Regions from separate parts of the Anser cygnoides genome. Here region 2 is linked to region 1. The links are chromatin contacts, called in public Hi-C maps. All regions are on one chromosome and are shown on one strand. Each heading gives the region's core, a stretch centred on a gene start, on an enhancer-like site or on the middle of the called end of the contact. The rest is flanking DNA. Distances are from core to core; before and after follow the strand shown. Region 1 overlaps NPRL3 (NPR3 like, GATOR1 complex subunit). Region 2 holds the start of LOC106033601 (hemoglobin subunit alpha-A).

Evidence for each region. A called contact is a pair of places that touch in the nucleus more often than the background predicts.
Region 2: a Hi-C map of blood shows a contact between it and region 1, with 2.3 times the contacts expected there. The contact joins the promoter of LOC106033601 here to the enhancer-like site in region 1. A contact is called at or near these places in 2 of 7 Hi-C or Micro-C datasets (blood and liver).

The regions. Positions count from the first base shown.
Region 1 is chr15:11,238,419-11,243,987 of Taihu_goose_T2T_genome, forward strand. All of the region lies in intron 5 of NPRL3 (NPR3 like, GATOR1 complex subunit), which reads right to left. Among named protein-coding and RNA genes, the nearest start is that of NPRL3, 24 kb to the right of the region's middle. Within about 2 kb of position 3,508, at least 2 of the 3 cell types and tissues checked have open chromatin away from gene starts, as enhancers often do. A contact at or near this core is called in liver, where this site is marked.
Region 2 is chr15:11,275,133-11,280,701 of Taihu_goose_T2T_genome, forward strand. It overlaps LOC106033601 (hemoglobin subunit alpha-A), which reads left to right and starts at 2,773. Exons shown (of 3, transcript XM_013177230.3): 1 at 2,773-2,932; 2 at 3,082-3,286; 3 at 3,395-3,620. The coding sequence starts at 2,838. The coding sequence ends at 3,523. LOC106033591 (hemoglobin subunit alpha-D) reads left to right here. Exons shown (of 3, transcript XM_013177220.2): 2 at 1-134; 3 at 438-613. The coding sequence ends at 566.

The DNA of each region.
Region 1 (5,569 bases), core at 2,258-4,757:
TGAAACAGGGATACACAGGGATATTCTCCCTGTGTACTCTAACACGCAGGAAAAATATATGTTTGGTTCCTTTCATTCTTTGGTCCAAGTGCATTAAGGCAAAAGCTTTAATTATATAATTACATTCTCCACAGCATAATTTTGTCTACGTTGCATTATACGACAATAGCCTAAAATTAAAGACAACAAGAAAAACAGATTTTGAGTTCTGATTTCAATTTCAATTTAATTTTTCTACATTTGCATTCAATTTCAAACCTTCACCATAGCTAGCTTTATGTAATGATTTCTCCTTCACTCCTCCCCTTGTGGATGGAAAATAATTTAAGTCTCTAATAATCTGGCTAGGAACAAACTACATCCACCAGCAACAATGTATGTGACTGCACTTAGCCAGTCAAAATCAGTTAGTTTCACCGAGATATATGCAAGGATTCATGAAACACAGTAAAGTCACAGAAAGCTGACTGCACAATGGGGTGGAGTGCACCCTCATTGAATTCGCAAATGGCACAAAACTGAGAAGTGTGATCCACCAGAGGGCCATGCAGCTGTCCAGAGGAACCCTGTCAAGCTGGAGCAATGCACTGTCAAGAACCTCACGACATTCAGCAAGGAGAAGTGCAAAGTCCTGCACCTGGGGAGTAACAACCCCAAGCATCAGCACATGCTGGGGGCACCCAGCTGGAAAGCAGCTTGGCAGAAAAGGTACTAAGAGTCCTGGTAGACACCAAGTAGAACAAGAGTCAGCACTGTGCCCTTGCTGCAAGACTAACGGTACCCTTGGCTGCATCAGGGAAAGTACTGCCAGCAGGTCAAGGGAGGTGATCCTTCCCCTCTGCCTAGCTCTGGTGAGGCTACACCTGGAGTGCTGTGCCCAGTTCTGGGCCCACCAGTACAAGAGAGACCTGGGCGTACTGGGAAAAGTCAAATGTAGGGCCACAGGGATGATGAAGGGACTGGAACACCTCTCCTGGGAGGAGAGGCTGCGAGAGCTGGGACTGCTCAGCCTGGAGAAGAGGCTCAGGGGGATCTCACCGATGCCTACAAATCCCTGAAGGCAGGGTGCAGAGGATGGAGCCAGGCCCTGCTCAGCAGTGCCCAGGGCCAGGCCCAGAGGCAGTGGGCACAAACTGGAGCACAGGAGGCTCCCTCTGAGCACCAGGAGGCACTTCTGTGCTGTGCGGGTGTCGGAGCCGCACAGGTTGCCCACAGAGGCTGTGGAGTCTCCTCCTTGGAGATTTCCCAAAGCCACCTGGACACGGGCCTGGGCCCCCTGCACTGGGGGGCGCAGATGGGCCCAGGGAGGCCTCCGGCCTCAGCCACACTGTTACTGTGTGAAATTGAAGTTTGGATCCGCATTTGCTTTCATTTTTATTTGTTCCCCACAAAGTCATCTATTTAGCAAGCTTTTTACTGTAAGCCTCACGAATCCCCATGAGCTGGCTGCCAGTTGTTTGGCTGGGGACCATGCACACCCAGAAGCTTCCTTCTTTAGGGACAGAAGCATAACACCAAAAACTGGCAACAGAAGAAAGTACCAAGAAAACAGGTTGTAAGTTATCAAAGTTGCATTACAGAGTCACCTAGCTACACTTCGACTTTGTTCTTCTCAAACAACTGAAATTGTGGAGCAAACAGTCCTGTGTAAGTGGTGATATCCATGCTCAATGAGCACATGTAACTCTATAACACGATGTCCTTATTCAAAAGATGTGGCACCAGCTCTGCTATGCTGATCCTATCCTAAAGAGACTGAAACACAGTTAGAAACCGAAGTGGAATCATCTTTATCTAGCAGCAGTGAACAGATCAAATCTGAAGGCAAACTTAGAGCACAGACCTCACTATCCCACCCCGAGTCCAGCACCAGGAAGACGTGGGACCACAGAAGGTGAGAACACTGCGTTGGCCAGCACTGTACCATGAACCTCTGGCTCAGGGACACATTTAAATAGTCCCTGACAGGAAACATAGAATTACACAAAGATTTCGAAGGCATGGTAGATATACAAGAAATGTACAGATTACCTCTTTTCTTCTTTGCTCCTTTCCCAACTTCTCTTCACGTTTTATAGGGATTTTTTCGGTGTTACTGCACCCCGAGGTTTTTCACTGAACTATCTGCTATAATTCCAAAAGCCCTTTTCAGAGCAGTTATATATTAAAGGTTTGTTTTGTCTCATGTGCATTACTTTACATCTAACTATAGTGAATTTCATCTGCTGATCAATTGGTCTCCAGTAACCTTTCTTCAAATCTTCCTCATCTATTTGCACTTTTATTCCCTTTGTTATTATCTGTAAACTTTGTCACTTCACACACTGCCCCTTTTTCCAGGCCAGTTATCAATATGAACACATTGAACAGCACAGGTATGAATGCAGATTCCCACAGACATCACAAGTAACTGGGTAAAAATGGCTTCATTCTCCATATTCTAATCGTCCATTAAATCCTCACTGATGTTCCATTTCTCTCACGAAAACTTAATTTCAACACTTTTTGTTGGAAATCTCTGCTTAGATGATACACGATGAGCAATGCTGAGGGATACATAGCAAGGGATTAGGATACTGACAGGGGATTTTGTAGTAATCTGAAAATGAATCAGGGAGAAGTAACCAGTAAAAAGCTCTTCACTGTCTCTCCAGTGTAAGACCTAAGATACATCTAATGAGACTGGGAGGAGGAGCAAAGTTCAAAAAGAAACAGAAAGAAACAGAGCAACCAGTTAAGCCATGGAGCTCCTTATCAGAGGATGCTGTGGTTGTTAAATATTTACTTTGGCTTGCAGGAGAGTGAACTAATTTCGGGAAATGAGATCAGCTTAAGGCTGTTGAATATACAGAAAGCACCTCCAGAGCTGCAAGCTGCAGGAAGCTGTGGAATATTTTAGGGAATATCACTGCTCTTTTGCTCTGTTCTTATGCTTTGCCCTGAATAGCAACTGTGATCTACTCCCCCCAAAATGGGAATCTTAAAGTTGGCCAGTATCCTACAGAATTCCAGCCTTCTTTTTCACAGCTATCAGCAAAACGCAGACAATCCCACCTCACTTTTTATAAACTGGTTATGAATTCCTACACACACACCACATCTTATGTTTATCCTATTTACACCATATATTAATAATATGTTTGCTAGTTTTGTAGGGGTGAGCTTGTAGCTTTTGAGTTTATTTTTGCTAGAGGTTGTGACTATTTAGAGCTTTCAAATAGTTTTATGCTTCCCTGTAAAAGACACACTGTCCTTTGGTCAACTAACTGTAGTTGGCTTATATGTCATAGTACAGTCATATAAATAACATAATAATTCATTAATTTTCATATAATTATTCCTCTTCTCCTTAAAGTGATGAGATAGGCTAGATCCACCAGTCAGTTCAAATCCCACTAGGCTAAAATGTATAAAGGCTCTTTGTATATTAAAAACAAACAAAAACCAATCCTCTCCTCCCCCCAAAAAATCGTATTTTCAATTTTCTTCTAATATAAAGCTAATAGAAATTTACTAAAAAACAGATGGGCACTTAGCTATCATCAGGCTAACAAATTATCTGCTCTGTAGATAACAATTGGTGAAAGTAGTCTTAATTCCTTAAATTGAACGCTGGCTTATAGGAGACCCCCATTGTAAAACCAGTAAAGGTTCCCCTTCCTCTGAGGGGAAGGTGAAAAAGATTTTCAAACTTGTTTTCGCAACTAATGGAAGAGAAACATCTGGTTTTAGCTGTTAGTCAAGAAGGTCCCAGGAACTAGCTGTTGTTTACCTCCAAACTGTCAGTTTAATAACACTCAGTTATAACAGCAGCAGTAGCACTACAGTCAAAATGGCCTGGCTACTGATTACTGCCTTATAAAATAAGGACATTTCATTCAAAATGCAAAGGACATTGTGCTATAAAAAGATTCGTACACTCATGGTTTACTACAAACCAACTTACTAAGGGACATGTTGGGTCTTGCCTGAAATACCTCAGCACCATCTACAGGAAACCAAAGGCTAGACAGCAATTCTGAAGCAACTGCAGTAATTCAAGAAGCACTTGACTGGAATTCCAAAACAAGCAGGCACAAGGAAATGCTGGCTTGAGCAAATCTCAGATGGAGAGATGGGTTCCCATCTGCAATTCAAAGTGCCCTCTCCACCTAACTATGTTTCCTTATGCCAAAGGCTATGCCAGAAATGCCCATATATTTAAACCAGTACATTGCCACTGCATGCACTTATCACAGAATCATAGAATAGTTTGGGTTGGAAGGGACCTTTACAGATCACCTAGTCCCATGGGCAGGCACATCTGCTACTAGATCAGGCTGCCCAAATCCCCACCCAGCCTGGCCTTGAGCACTGCCAGGGATGGGGCACCCACAGCTCCTCTGGGCAGCCTGGGCCAGGGCCTCACAACCCTTACAATAAAGAATTTCTTCCTGATACATTAAGTCCACCCTCTTTTAGTTTAAAATCATTAGCCCTTGTCCTGTCACTACATGCCCTTGTTGTAAGTCTCACTCCATCTTTCTTACAAGCCCCCTTTAGGTATTAAAAGGCCACAATAGGTCTCCCCGGAGCCTTCTCTTCTCCAGGCTGAACGCTCCCAGCTCCCTCAGCCTCTCTTCACAGCAGAGGTGCTCCAGCCCCCTGACCATCCTCGTGGCCTCCTCCGGACCTGCTCCAGCAGGTCCCTGTCCCTCCAGTGCTGGACAGTTTCTTCTATTTGACCAAAAAATTATTTTAGTTATATGCTTGCCCTGCAAGGTGCTGCAGCACCTCTCACCCTGTCTGCCTGCAGGTGTAATAAGCATATTTCCTATTTTCTCATATAAAGCATTAATGGAAAATGCAGAACACCACCTTATTACCCATCCAGCTAACACTGTTAATGACTCTTCAAAGAGAGCTTACTAATCAAATGCAAAGTCATTTATCCTTTTACCAACAGTTTAGTTCTTAATTTGCTTGTGACAATGCCATGCAAAATAGTGTCAAAATATGACATGCACGCCCTCTCCCCCACCCACAATGCCTAAATAAGGGAGACTGCTTTATTTTATATCTGGGAGCCGGCACCAATGTGTGTTTCTCCATGGCCAGTCTACTCCTTATTTCATGGAAGGACAGTAGTATTACTCCATGAGCTTGGGCTGTATGTTCCTCCAGTCACAGTTAAATGCCACAAGATGTCACTGTGTCACTAAAATGTTTGGAAACAAGATCAATATTTGCCCAGTCATGAATTCATACCCTGAGACGAACAGAGAAACATAAAAAGCAAGTGAAAAGTTTGATATAAGAATTACAGGCTACGCAAAAAAAAAAAAAAAAAAGCCTTATTTTAAAATTTAGTATACATTTTGTGAGAATCTTATTGAACAATATGCTACACTCATTCCAAACAGCCTGAAATTCACAGCTCTTGAACATAGTTAAAACAGCTTATTAGAAGTTTTATAATGTGCTTTGCAATCGTTAAATTATCTAGGTTTTCAGTGCCTTGCCTTCCAGGTCTTTGTGATTATTCCCTTTGAACAAGGGAAACTGTGACCTAGGGAAGCTAAAGAGTTGG
Region 2 (5,569 bases), core at 1,523-4,022, 36 kb after region 1:
TCCGTAGCCACGGCAAGAAAGTGGCGGCTGCCCTGGGCAATGCTGTGAAGAGCCTGGACAACATCAGCCAGGCCCTGTCTGAGCTCAGCAATCTGCATGCCTACAACCTGCGTGTTGACCCCGCCAACTTCAAGGCAAGCGGGGGCTAGGGTCCTTGGGTCTGAGGGTCTGGGGGTCCTGGGGTCTGAGGTTCCTGGGGTCTGAGGTTCCTGGGATCTGGCAGTGCTGGGGACTGAGGGCCAGGGTCCTGCAGTCCTAGGTACCACGGTCCTGGGGACCAGCAGGCAGAGAGCAGGGGCTGGGATTGCATCTGGGATGTGGGCCAGAGGCTGGGATTGTGTCTGGAATGGGAGCTGGGCAGGGGCTGGGGCCAGGGTGGGCTGGACTCAGGGCCATCCGTCCAGGGCAGGGGTACTAAGCCCTGGTTTGCCTTGCAGCTGCTGTCGCAGTGCTTCCAGGTGGTGCTGGCCGTGCACCTGGGCAAAGACTACACCCCCGAGATGCATGCTGCCTTTGACAAGTTCTTGTCGGCCGTGGCTGCCGTGCTGGCTGAAAAGTACAGATGAGCCACTGCCTGCACCCTTGCATCTTCAATAAAGACACCATTGCCAAAGCACTGTGTCCGTGTGTGCTGGGACTGGGCATCGGGGGCCCCAGGGTGGGCTGGGTTGCTTCCCCACATCCCTCAGAATGGAGAGATCTGCTGGCGGGGCTGGCTGTGGTAGTGGGGAGGAGGCACTGGCCCTGGGGTCCATGGCTACTCTCCAGGGCCCTGCTCACTCTCCCATTCCAGCTTGGGGCCTGCCCAGTTAAACACAGTCCTGAAGCTGGTAGCAGGACCTTGGGGACAGAGCTCAGCCTGTCACCTGCCTGTGCCTGCAAACCTTGGGTGTGGGGTAAGGGTATGTGAAGCCAACCATGGTTCCTGGATCTCCTTGAAGGATTTTCCATGGGGAAGGATTAACCCTTCCTGGCTCTGTCACCATGACTGTTTAGGATTTGATTTGGGATGCTGTGGGAGCTAAGCGCCTGCATGAGCTCCACAGGCAATCAGACAAGTTCATGGAGTGACAAAAAATCCACTGTGAACCATGAAGTACAAACACTGCTCTTGGTCTCAAGCCCCTGAGCCACAAATCCCTAGCAAGTGCCTAGGAAGTGTCCCCCTCCCCTGCCCTGGGTGTCTGCTCCTCCCATGGCATCTGGGGAGGGTGCGAGCTGGTTTCTGCGGACCTGTACTCCAATGCCACTGGTTTCACATTCTTGGAGCCTGAATCAAAACCAAACCAAACCAAACCAAAATCATTGGCTTTAGATCTGAGGGAGGTGATGGGTTATAAGATATTAAACTAGCCCAGGGTTTATTCTGCATTGTGTCACCAGAGGGAGGTAACAAGAGTTTGTGAGGGATGAAAGAAGGTGCATCAGGAAAGCAGTGGCTGAGTGCAGGCCACTGGGCATACTGGGACCCTGCATGCACAGAAACGGCTCTGAGGAGTCCTTGTGCCATGCTGGCTCCTGCTTTTGTGAGGGCACTCATGAACACACAGTGCTATTCCTCCATGCTCTGAAGCATTATCTACATGTATCTGTCTCCATGTTCATTTAGTCCCAAATATTCCTGTGCCTTCAGTTTGAAGGGTTCATCCGTTTTGCAGTTTGCCCCACTGATGTGTGCACAGGATGAAAACACTCTGCCCTGCCACTCTTTCCCTGGGCTCTGCTCCCCCCTCCTCCCATGCTCTGACATGGTGCCAGGTCAAGCTAATCTCCCCCAAACACAAATGATAAGAACCGCTGGCCACGGAGGAAACACGGGTGTGAACTGTCCTCCACCCGCCTGCTCTCGAACCTACTGGAAGCACTGCTGCCCTCACCTTGCCAGCTGTCCTCATCTTCCTCACCCTCCTCGTCTTCCTTGCCCTCCTCACCTTCATCATTCAGGGTGCACAGGACTCACCATGGGCCGCTGTGGCCCTGCATGCCTTCTTTCCTTCCCCAGCTGTCAGCTCCTGCTGCTGCAGGCTGGTGCTTGCATCTGTGCCTGGTGCTGACCCCCTGGATCTGCTGTGTGTACCCCGTTCCCAGGAGCCAGGGAATTCTCCAATTGTGTCAGCACGTACCCTAAACTAAACCTGTGCCAGCACAGACCTAACCTAACCCTAACACTAACCCCAAACCCAGCTCCTGCCAGGGTTGGAACCCACCAAACCCAACAATAACCCCAGATTGTGCCGGGGTCAGTCCCCCTGAACCCTAACCGCAATCCCAGCTCATGCTGGGGTCAGACCCCCCAAACCGTAACCCTAATCCCATCTTGTGCTGTGGTCAGACCCTCTTAACCCTAACCCTATCAGACTCCTCCAACCCTAAACCTAACCCCAACCCGAATCCCAGTTCATGCCGGGGTTAGCCCCCCCCCCAAACCCTAACCTTAATCCCATCTCATGCTGGGGTCAGACACCCCTAACGCTAACCCCATCAGACTCCCCCAACCCTAACCCTAACCAACCCTAACCAACCCTAACCCTAACCCTAACCCTAACCCCAATCCCAGTTCATGCCGGGGTCAGCCCCCCCAAACCCTAAACCTAAACCCATTTCGTGCCGGGGTCAGACCCCCCTAACCCTAACCCCAGCCCCAGCTCATGCCGGGGTCTGCCCCCCCCGGCGGTGCTGGTGCCGCAGGCGGGGCAGGGCGGCGGCCCCGCCTGGCCGAGGTCCAGCCGCGGCGGGGCGGGCGGGGGCGGGCGGCGCCCGGCCCGGCACGGAGATATAAGGCCGGCGGCGCCAGTGGGGGCACCCGTGCTGGGGGCTGCCAACGCGGAGCTGCAACCATGGTGCTGTCTGCGGCTGACAAGACCAACGTCAAGGGTGTCTTCTCCAAAATCGGTGGCCATGCTGAAGAGTATGGCGCCGAGACCCTGGAGAGGTAGGTGTCTGTCCCCGTCCTCCGTCTGTCCCTGATCCTCTCCTCTCCAACCCCCTGCTCTCCCCCACCATGACTGTCTGTGTCCTACCCCACCCGGTTTGTCCCCCCATCCGTTGATCCCGCTGGCCCTGACTCGCTCTGCTCCACAGGATGTTCACCGCCTACCCCCAGACCAAGACCTACTTCCCCCACTTTGACCTGCAGCACGGCTCTGCTCAGATCAAGGCGCATGGCAAGAAGGTGGCGGCTGCCCTAGTCGAGGCTGTCAACCACATCGATGACATCGCGGGTGCTCTCTCCAAGCTCAGTGACCTCCACGCCCAAAAGCTCCGTGTGGACCCTGTCAACTTCAAAGTGAGACTCTAGTGACTTCCCCCTTAGCTCCTCTTCCGCACCCCTCCTGGGCCATCTGGCCACCCCTTTACCTCCCCCACTCGCTCACCATCTCCTTTTGCCTTTCAGTTCCTGGGCCACTGCTTCCTGGTGGTGGTTGCCATCCACCACCCCTCTGCCCTGACCCCAGAGGTCCACGCTTCCCTGGACAAGTTCCTGTGCGCCGTGGGTACCGTGCTGACTGCCAAGTACCGTTAAACGGCACCGTGGCTAGAGCTGGACCCACCCTCTTGCCAGCCTTCCAACAGCGAGCAGCCAAATGATCTGAAATAAAATCTGTTGCATTTGTGCTCCAGCCCTGGTGTCCTGCTCTGGTTGTTCCTCCATGGGGAGGGAGAGGGAGGGAGCGGCTCTGTGCACCTGAACTGGAGATCCCCTGAACCAGGTGGGCACGCACAGGAAATGGGTTCTGTCGTCTTCACTGCTTGGAGAGGAGAAGGTGGTTGGGTGGTGGTGCCTAGGAGGCAGACAGTGCTCCGCCAGCTGCAGGCATGAGCAGAGCATTTCTAGGCACTAGTGGAGAGGAAAGGCCAGCAAGTGGCCAGAATCTGGTCCTTGGGAGCTCCCTGCAGCCCCGGCCTGTCCTGACCTTCCCATCAGAGCACCGTAGTCACGCCGGGATCCTTCGAGTTGGGGTGGAGAGTGCTGTGCACCCCTCACCACAATGAGGACAAAGTTGCATGGGAAGAGATTACCTCATCCTGGAAGCGCTTGCAGGAGACTGGAGGAGAGGCAGTTCCTGGCACCTGCAGCCAGCTGTGTGATGGCATAGTGAGGACACCCTGTGCAGGGACAGCTTTCCATGCAGCCCCACAACTGGCTGTACAATGCTTGTAGGACTTCTCTGTTCTCATCTAATAATGCAGTGCTAGTGTGCTGCTTGGTCGGGGTGCTGGGGGCACACTGAGGGGACAGCAGGCGTGAGTGACTCCGAGGGGAGCCCTCAAATGCCAGGGGCTCAGCCCCAGATCCTGCTCTTTGGGGTGGAACTTCAGCAGTGTAATGTCGGGGCAGGAAAAGGAGAGCAGGCTGTGAAGCAGCACTGGGGGCTCTGTGTAGTCCCCAGCCCTTATCGTGGCCAGCAGTGAGGCTGTGGGGTGGCCATGGCAGGTGGGGGGCTGCAAGTGGCTGATAACAGTCGCATGGGCTCTCTTCCAGCCTGTGGGTGTGGTAAGAGACCAGGGCAGCAGATAGTCGGGGGAGGGGGGGGAAGGGGGGGGGAACGGACCTAAAACCTGTCAGGTGCTGAGTAACTGTGTCCCATCCCTGCCAGGGCTCCGAAGTGCTTGGTGCAGGGATGAAGGTTCAAGAAAGCCCTGGGGCGGCCGGCACAGCAAAGCCACGGCACGGAGCCAACTTGAAGTTGTCACAGGCCCCCTTGCTCCCTGGCCTGTGTGCCACACCAGTGGGTCTGGGTGGAAGGATGGACACTTGCCCCAGCCCTCTGCAGCCTCCAGTGACTGTCAGTTACTCTTGCAAAGCAGCAGCCTCAGGCGTCACCACCCCGTGCTGAGAAGACAAAGCTGCTGGGCTGCTCCAAACTCTGTTGCAGGGGATCCTTGCAGTCCTGAGCATGGCAAACCCAATGCGTGTGCAAGAGGCAACACATGGGTGAGGCTGTGAGAAAGGAAATGGATGTCCTCCAGGCTTGGCAGGCACTGTATGTGCACACATGCTTAGGAAGCAAGCAAGGGGCAGCATACACAGAGCAAAAAAAGCGTATTTATGCACATGCATAAGGGCCTGTGTGTGCATGAAGAGTGAAGTGTAAGGAGCAATGCAGGGGAATAATATGTGTGTGGGTCACGATTTGGCTGCTGTCCCCACTGCCTCTGCCAGGCTTTCACTTCCTATAGCTCTCACACCTCGTTGTGTCCTTAGGAAGGACACAGCAGGGCAAGTTTCAGAGGAGGCAGCCTGTCCCAGCAGGCAGTGCCCTGTCTCTGCCTGGCCACAGAAGCGCTCTGCTCCAAACAGCCAGATGTTTTGTCGCCGTCGCTCATCCCCACTGCCACAAGATGGGGGCCTCAAGCCGTGGTCCCTTTATCAGAGCTAGCCAGCCAGTGCAGCCTTGCTCCTGGCTGCAGCCTGAGCTGGAGCCTCCAGCACTTGCCAGGCTGTCCAAAAGTGTGTAGGCCTCCTTACGGAAGTTTGTCCATGTTCTCAGGGGGTTTCCAGAAGACTGCCTTCCTTAGGAATTATCCTGAAATACTGTTTTGCACCAGAAACATGGAATCACAGAAT